Linked DNA regions of Triticum aestivum: region 2 is linked to region 1. Evidence: chromatin contacts called from public Hi-C data. All regions are on one chromosome and are shown on one strand. Each heading gives the region's core, a stretch centred on a gene start, on an enhancer-like site or on the middle of the called end of the contact. The rest is flanking DNA. Distances are from core to core; before and after follow the strand shown. Region 1 holds the start of LOC123121077 (brassinosteroid LRR receptor kinase BRL1). Region 2 has its middle 26 kb from the start of LOC123121084.

The links. Hi-C and Micro-C count contacts between places; a contact is called where the count stands out from the background.
Region 2: a Hi-C map of leaf shows a contact between it and region 1, with 2.8 times the contacts expected there. The contact joins the enhancer-like site here to the promoter of LOC123121077 in region 1. A contact is called at or near these places in 3 of 5 Hi-C or Micro-C datasets (leaf and root).

The regions. Positions count from the first base shown.
Region 1 is chr5D:284,909,598-284,914,632 of IWGSC CS RefSeq v2.1, reverse strand. LOC123121077 (brassinosteroid LRR receptor kinase BRL1) reads left to right here and starts at 2,110. Exons shown (of 2, transcript XM_044541004.1): 1 at 2,110-2,433; 2 at 2,820-5,035. The coding sequence starts at 2,966.
Region 2 is chr5D:285,091,885-285,096,919 of IWGSC CS RefSeq v2.1, reverse strand. No RefSeq gene overlaps it. Among protein-coding and RNA genes, the nearest start is that of LOC123121084, 26 kb to the left of the region's middle. Within about 2 kb of position 3,014, at least 2 of the 8 cell types and tissues checked have an H3K27ac peak or open chromatin away from gene starts, as enhancers often do. A contact at or near this core is called in leaf and root, where this site is marked.

The DNA of each region.
Region 1 (5,035 bases), core at 861-3,360:
CTAATTCAATGCATCTTCATATTGTTCCTGGGTGATCATAGAGCAGTTATTTTTTTTATTTTCCACTATGTTTACCAACATGCACACATCCCAATTCATCAACCCCACTCCTTTTATTTCTCTCAACATGCATGACAAATACTACTTACATACAAGTCATACGTGATTTTAGCTCTATTCAAGAATTCGTCCGGTTAACCAGTTAACATGCCGATAAATCCCTACTCGCAAGGTCACCGAGTAGCCGATAAACTGATAAATCGTCCGGTTAATGGTTTAACTTACTGATTAGCCTATTAACCCCCTACTCACCGGCCAACCGAGTAGCTACCAGTTAATGATTTCCTCAACAATGATTTTTAGTATTCATTCTCGTATTCAAATTCCAGATAATCAGATCGCATCAAACAATACATTGCAACCGATTCACGCGGTAACTCGCGGGGCATTATCTAATTTACAATATGGACAGGAACATGCACTTGTGATTTCAGTAAAGTGATAAGATCATTTGTGGATGTACTTACTTTAACTTAAAAACCATTATTACATCGCAATATTGCAACACAATATAGCTCGTTGTACAATAACTTAATTTGATATTCTTCCCCGGGTTAGATAATATCATATTTTGCTACCAAATTTCACATGTATCTATATATCATTTACATTTTTTTGAAAACTTATAAGTACTAGATCATGAGTATATGATCCTAGGATAAGGAAATTTCTATTCACTAGGAAAATACTTGATCCGAATGAGCATAAATAATAGGTTGGAGTGAATGTTGAAAGTCATATCATTCGTTTTGCGTGGAAAATGGTTTGTGTTACTCCATCATGTGGTAATCATCCTTACAAAAGATGGGGACGAGAGAAGGCGTATTACTCATCATGTGGTAATCCTCCTTACAAAGATGGGGACCAGAGGAGGCCCCAACCAAATAAAACCCGCCGTACATGCCTCAACCCTACCACAAGTAGCAAGGAAGTGAGTAACAACGTTCTGAGTTTGACTGATATGAGCAACATGTATCTCCCTCTTGAAACAGAAACTTCACCTCTTGGACCAACATTGAGTGACGAAACCTATCAACACTCAAGAGAAAAAATGGCCTTCGCTGCCTCGAGGCAGTCCGACTCCAGGATAATGGGAAGCAGTGACCATTGTAACGCTTGGGCAAAGCCCTCGTTGATCTCGGCCAATCCAGACTGTAGAGCATCAACGCAGAAACTGACAAACGGCGGGAGGGGAACACGATGTCACCTAGGTGTCCTCGATGGACCATTCCGCTACCCGCTGAGCCATCCGACTAGATGTAGGAGCCATTTTCTTGGAGGCATATAAATTCCTGTCAAACCGAGGCATAAGAATTTAGGTGGCACCATTCATTTGATCGGAAGGACATGTAGCCACTTTGATCCGCTGGATTTATAAAACACGATTCTTTTAGAAAATACAAGATTGCAATGTTTTACCCAATCCAACCCTAATGGATTTGAGGAGATGATTTCTTTTCCTATAAAATGAAGTGCGAAGAATTCATACAAAAAATTGCTATAAGATTTTGTCTTCTTGTGATACGATCCAGACCTACTATAAAAATTCATTGAAAGCACAAAGCATCCCATAAGTAATAGAAATTACATCAAGGGATCCCTATCAAAATAAAGGAACACCCATAGCAAAAGTTCTTAGGAACTCCAGCCCTACAAAAAATGCAGGATTTCCCCCTCCAAAACGTCACAGAAAGGGAATCAACGTGAAGCAAATCCCCGGTGCCCCAACGTGTGGTCCGTGTGCCTGGGAGCAGGAGATGATGCCCGAAAGCCGGGCTCCCTCTCGCTCGGGGGAATCAAATCCCAGCTTTGACCGGACTCAGCCTCACTCGGACGCTGAGCTGAAGAGATCCCCACACACATGCATGCTAAGGAAAGAAAGAAGAGAAAATAAAGCGAGCATTTCGAGCACCCAAACCATTTCCATCCAGCCCCTCGCCGAGGCCGAGTAATTACCCTTGGAAACCCGCGCAGCCTCCCCCCGTTCTCCCGCGAATAAACAACTCGGCGCCCCCCTTCTTTTCGGGCAAAATTGCCGTCGCAAGCAAACAAGCCCCGTGGAGGGGAGGCTGCTCGCTAAAACTAATGGCGGTTGAGTAGCAGGCTAGTAGCGCGCCGGAGCTCTGTCCCTCCCTCCCTCCCTCCCCTGCTACTTAAATAGTCAAGTGTAGGCCTGTGTGTGCTTCCTCTGCTTCTGCTTCTTCCTCGTCCAGCAGCATCTCTCTTCCCTTCCCTTGTCCTCGCCTGCGATTCTTGCGGCAGCTAGATAGATTCTGCTGCGAACTCCCTCTTCTCAACCTGTGGGATTTCTTCCTCCGTTGCTTTCTTGATGAGGTTTCGGGTTCAGGCACCCTACTTCTCCTCCTGGCCAAGGTGCGCGGCTTTCCTAATCTCCCCTTTCATTATGCTGCTTCTTGGTTTCGTTGCAGCCAATGTTTGGCTGGGTTTTTGGTGGTTTGAAGGTTGCAATTGCACTTTTTTTGGCTGGGTTGCCTGGGGCATGTTTGTGCGTTGCGTCCCAGTTGGAGCTTGTTTCTTACTAGGATTCGTTTCATGGGTTCTATCACGTTTTGGGTTTTGGGGGTTTAGAGTGTTGAATTTGGCCCAAGAATTTCCCATTTGCTCCCATTGTTCTTGCGTGCTTTCCCCTGCCAAGATTCCTTAGGCTCTCTTTATTTTGTTCTTTGTACACGAGCGAATTGTTCGGGCTAAGCTTGTTTCCCTAGTGAAGATGAGCTGAAATTTCAACGTATCTGCAGGGAAATTGCGACCCAAATGTTCTCCGTCGACATGTGAAGCCACCCAACAACACGGCAGCACGCAACTCCCACCGCCGCCGCCGGCATCTCCGTTTTCTCCTCCTTCCTTGCAAGAATCGACGGCTGCACGCAGAGGACCCGAAGCCATGTCGCCCTTCACTGCGGGCTTCTTCTTCTTGCTCGTGCTGCTCCGGCTGCTGGCGCCCGCCATTGCCGACGCCGGCGAGGCGGCGGCGCTGCTCGCCTTCAGGCGCGCGTCCGTGGTGGACGACCCGCGCGGCGCTCTCACGACCTGGGCGTCCGGCGCCGCGGCCAACTCCACCGCGCCCTGCTCGTGGGCCGGCGTCACGTGCGCGCCACCGCTCGACGGCCGGGTCGTCGCCGTCAACCTCAGCGGCATGGAACTCGCCGGCGACCTTCAGCTCGGCGCGCTCCTTTCCCTCCCGACGCTGCAGCGTCTCGACTTGCGCCGCAATGCCTTCTACGGCAACCTCTCGCACGCGCCGCCGTCGTCGTCGTCGTGCGCGCTCGTGGAGGTGGACATATCCTCGAACGCCTTCAACGGGACGCTGCCCCCGGCGTTCCTGTCGTCCTGCGGCGCGCTGCGGTTCCTGAACCTGTCGAGGAACGCCCTCGCCGGCGGTGGGTTCCCGTTTGCGTCGTCGCTGCGGTCGCTCGACCTGTCGCGCAACCACCTGGAGGACGCCGGCCTGCTCAACTACTCCTTCGCCGGCTGCCATGGCCTGCGCTACCTCAACCTCTCCGCCAACCTCTTCACGGGCCGGCTGCCGGAGCTGGCGTCGTGCAGCGTGGTCACCACGCTCGACGTATCGTGGAACCAGATCTCAGGCGCGCTCCCCGCCGAGTTCATGGCGACCGCGCCGGCCAACTTGACGTACCTGAGCATTGCCCGAAACAACCTAACCGGTGATGTCTCTGGGTACAACTTCGGCGTGTGCGGCAACCTGACGGTGCTTGATTGGTCCAACAATGTCCTAAGCAGCACCGGATTGCCGCCGGGTCTCACCAACTGCCGGCGCCTCGAGACGCTCGACATGTCAGGGAACAAGCTTCTCTCCGGCTCAATACCGACCTTCTTCACCGAACTTCCTTCTCTGAAGAGACTGGCATTGGCCGGCAACGAGTTCGCCGGCCCGATACCGGAGGAGCTGGGCCAGCTGTGCGGCAGAATCGTCGATCTGGACCTGTCGAGCAACCGGCTGGTCGGTGGCTTGCCGGCGAGCTTTGCAAAATGCAGCTCCCTCGAGGTGCTCGACCTCAGAGCGAACCAGCTCTCTGGAGACTTTGTGGCCAGCGTCGTCAGCACCATCTCCTCGCTCCGCGTGCTGCGGCTTGCATTCAACAACATCACCGGCGCGAACCCGCTGCCGGCGCTCGCGGCGGGGTGCCCATTGCTGGAGGAGATCGACCTCGGGTCCAACGAGCTCGACGGAGAACTCATGCCGGACCTGTGCTCATCACTGCCTTCTCTGAAGAAGCTGTTCCTCCCAAACAACTACCTCAACGGCACTGTGCCGACGTCGCTCGGCAACTGCGCTAACCTGGAGTCCATTGATCTGAGCTTCAATTTCCTGGTTGGTCAGATCCCGCCAGAAGTAATCACTCTGCCGAAGCTGGTCGATCTGGTCATGTGGGCGAATGGCCTGTCCGGCGCGATACCGGACATCCTATGTTCCAATGGCACCGCGCTGGCGACACTGGTGATAAGCTACAACAACTTCACCGGAGGCATCCCGCCGTCCATCACAAGCTGCGTGAACCTCATCTGGGTGTCGCTGTCGGCCAACCGTCTCACCGGGGGCGTGCCGCCGGGCTTCTCCAAGCTCCAGAAGCTGGCCATCCTGCAGCTCAACAAGAACCAGCTCTCCGGGCGCGTGCCGGCGGAGCTCGGCAGGTGCAACAACCTCATATGGCTGGACCTCAACAGCAACGGCTTCACCGGCACGATACCCTCGGAGCTGGCAGCCCAGGCGGGGCTCGTTCCGGAGGGGATCGTGTCAGGGAAGGAGTTCGTCTTCCTCCGCAACGAGGCCGGCAACATCTGCCCCGGCGCCGGACTGCTCTTCGAGTTCTTTGGCATCCGGCCAGAGCGCTTGACCGGGTTCACCCCCGCGGTGCGCATGTGCCCAGTCACCAGGATTTACACGGGCACCACGGTATACACATTCAGCAGCAATGGCAGCATGATCTTCCTC
Region 2 (5,035 bases), core at 1,765-4,264, 180 kb before region 1:
GGTTTAGTTATAGCAAAGCGGATTTGCTACCAATCAAACATTCTGGGTATGTATCTGTCTCTTCAAAACATGGGTCCCTAAAGGAATTCCTCGCAGATCTGGGAAGCTATCAAAAATGCTCTTATATGATGAGATGGAGGGAGTAATTACCATGGTTTGCATGATGACAACCAAGCAAGATTCAGAATGGATATACATCTCAAAATGGTGAAGTTTAAAACAGAATGTTAGGTTGGAACATGTCGCGGTGAACATTCATAGTGATGGAGTAGCTAAGAGGAAAAGGTCCAAAGCTAGTCCTATTTTCCTGCCATCCCTATAGTAGCCTGATACTGCTTCTAGTTACCAATGCAAGTAATTGGTAGTAGAATAACATTGAGTAGGAAAAAAAAGGTCAGTCCTAGATCCTTGTTTCAAGATACACATATTACAAGGTCATTTTGATTTGTGCACTTATTCTATTGGAGGAAAGAGGGGCGAAAAGGTGAGTCCTTTGCTTTGTTTGATGCCAAAGAAGCCATCTATTTGCACAGAGCTCAACGACATATTGGTGCTAAATTCATTTACTTTGATGGATGTGTCATCAGAAGCACCAGCATCTGTGGCACCCACACCCAACATATGATATGCCTCTTGTACAAGCCAAACCTGATGTGTCCAAAGGGGTCATTTGGTGCCTCGATATTTTTTTCAAAACCTATTGTATAATTCTCAAAGGAGCCAATGTTTATTTGTATAAAGTTTTGTTAAAAAAATATATGTACTATACCATACTTTGACATACTGACATAATAACGATATCTTCGAACTTGGCCCCGGATCTCCCATCTCTTGCGGATTGGTGGAACATGTATATCGAGTCTCTGAAATCGTCACATCGAAACTTTTCTGTAAGGTGCACACATACGTTTTCTGGCATGTGTGGAATAAGAGAAACCATTGTATCTTTCACGATGCTTCCCTTCCGGTGGTTGATGTCGCTTACCTTGTAAAGGAGGACCTTAATAAGTCCGGTTTGGCAATTCTGCAACTGCCACCGGCATGCACTTCTTTAGTTTTAGTTCTCTACTCTATGTAAATAACGTTTGTAGTATTTCTTACTTTTCCCAAAGTAAAATCGGCAGAGCGCACGCTTGCTATATTGGGAAAACCCCATACTGACACAATAAGCTTAAGATCACAAAATTTTGAGCGTTGAAGCCAACATTGTTAGTTTTTTTTAGATAAATGGAAGATACATCTCTTCTCAGACGCCGCATCATACGGCACCCCTATTGCATATTTCCTGAAAATGGTATTATACTTATGCTTTAAAATGATTTATCGACTGTGCACCTTGAGTCATAGTAAAATAATTCCTTAAAATATTTTTTAAAGATAATTCTAAGTTACATAAATATTTTGGTGCACCCATCCCCACGGAGGAAGAAATTAAACACTAAAAGGAGTGAAAGTTTTGTCCCACGCCTCCTCAAAACAAGGGAAAAGGTAATCATGCATTGCATTGGAGAAGCAAGCTTAGATATCAAATGTAGTAAACAAAGTGTTTAACAAGGAAAAGACTCCACACATAGCCAAGAACAATTAATAATTTGCTAGTTACCAAGGTCTCAACCCCTCTACCCAGGGTGCTGTCTATCCTGTGGCAGCAACTCCATTGGTCAGGGTGACCTTCGTGATGTATAATAATGCTATTTGACTAATTGTGTTCAATTAGGAAAATAATTCCTCTGTCCGGGTTTTGTTAGCCCCTTGTGTTTTGGGTCAAATTTTGATCATAAATTGAACCAACAAAGTGTGAACTATATGCCACAAAAATTATATCACAAGAAACCTCTTTCGAATACAAATTCATTGTCGTACTTTTTTGTAGCATACAGCTCATATTTTGTTAGTCATATAGATGGTTAAAATTCGACCCACAATATGAGGGCTGCCAATAAACTTAGACAGAGGAGGTAGAAAAGAAGAAGTGATAATCCTCCGTAATTTGACTTATTCCAGACTAATCAGATGATTAACAGTGTTGATTAGCACTAAGGCCTCAAATAGTAAGCACCTCTTGCACATAGCAAGAACAGCATGTTTGTGTGTGGCGTGGCGCCGTGGCTGAGACGCATGCATTCATGTAGCTTGACGTTGAAGGATGAAGTGATAATATTGCTTAAGAATAATTTGGCCACCAAACATATATACCCAATCCGATTAGGCACGATGGTATAAACAAACGTCTGACCGTACGCAGCCTCAACGAAAAGAAAGGTGTGTGAACGTACGTGCTATGCATCCTTTGACACGATCTCACATAGCCAGTTAGCTTTTTTCTCGCAACAGGTTTGGGGGAAATGTGCCAGATGGTCGGGCTGCTCTTCGCTTGCACCAGACACGAGGTCTCCGCTCAGCTTGGCTCAGACTTGCCAACTCCTCATCAACAAGACTGCTACCGCAAACAGGCGCGGAATCAGAACTCTGATCATCATGATCGCCTGGGAATTATGGAGGGAAAGAAACCACTGCGTTTTCCGGGCAAAAACACCTCGGGTGGAAGATGTCATCGCGGCGATTAGGACCAATATCGAGCAATGGAGATTGGCCGGAGCCAAATTCATAGAGCCTCCCTTCGGGGACACAATTAGTGAAAATTAGCCTAATCAGAGGGGAGATAGCTGTACTTTTCTAATTTCATCCACTTGATCACTTGATCTACATGTTTCCACTGCTTTTTGCTAAATCAATGAAGCCGGTGATTTGCCGGTCTTTCAAAAAAAAGTTAGCTTTTTTCTTTTTTGAGGAACACATAGCCATTTAGCTAGGGACTTTTTTTTATGCAATACGATCCTACACGAACAAGGTCCTCTATATTTAACGGTGGGTGTATGTGCGTGTATGTAAGCATCTGCGCTTATACTGTGTTTAAAAAAAAATAAAAAATTCTACGTGTCTACACAATGGAGATGCCCGTAAGATATGAACTGTGAACGAGCAGTTAGCAGTTTAAGGGCTGGCCGGCCGGCCGGCCGGAAGAGCAGAGAGCAAGTCAACTACTGGAGAGAGATAATCGTCGCGTTTGTACGCCTAACTGCTGCGTCCCCTTTTGAAAATGTATGCATGTTGGCGATAAGAATATGGAGCGATGTTGCGTGACGCGCTCGAATACCGGTGTTTGTCGCCGCTGATCCATCACGTCGACGGCGACGTCTTTTGGATCGTCACACAAAGCGCCTTTTTATCTAGTCTAGATATCTAGACTAGACCAACATGCAAGGTCATGCAAAAACTCTTGGTTTCCTCTCTAAACATATACAAATCACTCTCGATTAATTTCCTTGATAAATGATTCGCAAAAAATCCCTTTTGCTAAATAAACATAATAATCCCTCCACTTTAAAATATAAGATGTATTTTTTTTTTCAAAACTCAAATGTTCCTAGTCTTCATTGATCGATCAATGAGCTGTATTTTCTTCTATGGTATTGTGTTCAACTACTACTCGTCGGAAGTTGCATTTTTCTAGTTAGAAGAAGCAAAGCATAAATAAAAGAAGGCATATATTGCATCACACATGCATGAATGTATCAAGTATGGCGTATGCACATTATAAAGTAAAATAAATCTTTGGATTCGACACCCGTGCGTGGAGGGCCAGCTGCTTAATTCAAGCATTAGTATGACCAAGTGGACGGCATTTTTAATTTGGCCTTGAAAAGGAGTGAGATGTTCACCTCATCGTTGCTTACAGGTCGTTCCAACCAAGTTGCACGCTTGCTCGGAGAAAATAAAACATGCTTATCATCTCAATAATGAGAGGGAAAAATAAAACAAGGACTCCGAGAAATAGTTTTCAGGTGATGCATGCATCGGAGACTCGATGACTAGTTTAGCAGTTTGTTTGTCAGGTGAGGCTTGATGTTTATTTTTTGCATGTTGAGAAATATATTTGGTTCTGGTCATCGAAGGCAATTTTATGTAGGAAAATTTGGTTCACCCCACAAAAAAAAGTAAAATTGGTTCGTGCAATTAAGCAAAGTGACCCAGATATTCGAAGGCTGCCACGAGAATTTCAATTGTGCAACTAAATAAAAGAATTTCAATTGTGGTTGTGCCACTAAGGAATGCAAATAAATTAGGTATATACCCCTGCACGCCATTTCTGCCGGTTGCCGGCATGCCAGGACTCATTTCGGTCTCCTTTGACCCGTTTCCTCCTCTATGAGACCCGTCACTTGTCATGTTAACCATATGGATGTGAAGATGCGTTTGTCAGTAGCACCCGTTGTAGGCCTCATGAACGACCGGGCGAGATATCACAGTTGCAGTGCTCGACATTGGCACAAAATTGAACATTCTGGCTCACGACCCAGGGGGTCACGACCCAGGGGGTCACGACCTGGGGCTGCATGGGCCCCACAGGCCTCTCCCCGGTAGGCGCCAGGCACCCCTGGGCCTCTTCCCATGAGAAATTTCTAAATGTATTTATTTTTTTATTTTTTTGGTCTTCAAAAAGAAATTCCTTTGATGCCATTACAAAAAAAACACTTCCATGATGATACATCTTTGTCACAGTAGATCACGCTTGCTGTCATGCATGCACATCTGTGAAGATTTTATGACAGAATCAAGATAGTCATACCTGTGCTGTCGTAAAAGTATTCCATGACAATACTTAAATTATCATTACGAAAGTGTCAACTTTCATGACGATAATTACCGCGACATGGAAGTGCTTTCGTCAAGGGTAACCGTCATGAAAGGTTTTGTTGAGTTTTGTGTGCTAAAGTTTTCAAATTTTGAGGGAGATCACAATGGATGAAGGGATAAGGAGTGGCAAGAGCCTAAGCTTGGGGATGCTCGAGGCACCCAAGGTAATATTCAAGGACTCCCAAGCATCTAAGCTTGGGGATGCCCCGGAAGACATCCCCTCTTTCTTCTACCAACTATCGGTAATTTTATTTGGAGCTATATTTGTATTCATCACATGATATGAGTTTTGCTTGGAGCGTCGTGTATTATATGAGTCTTTTCTTTGTTTGCATTT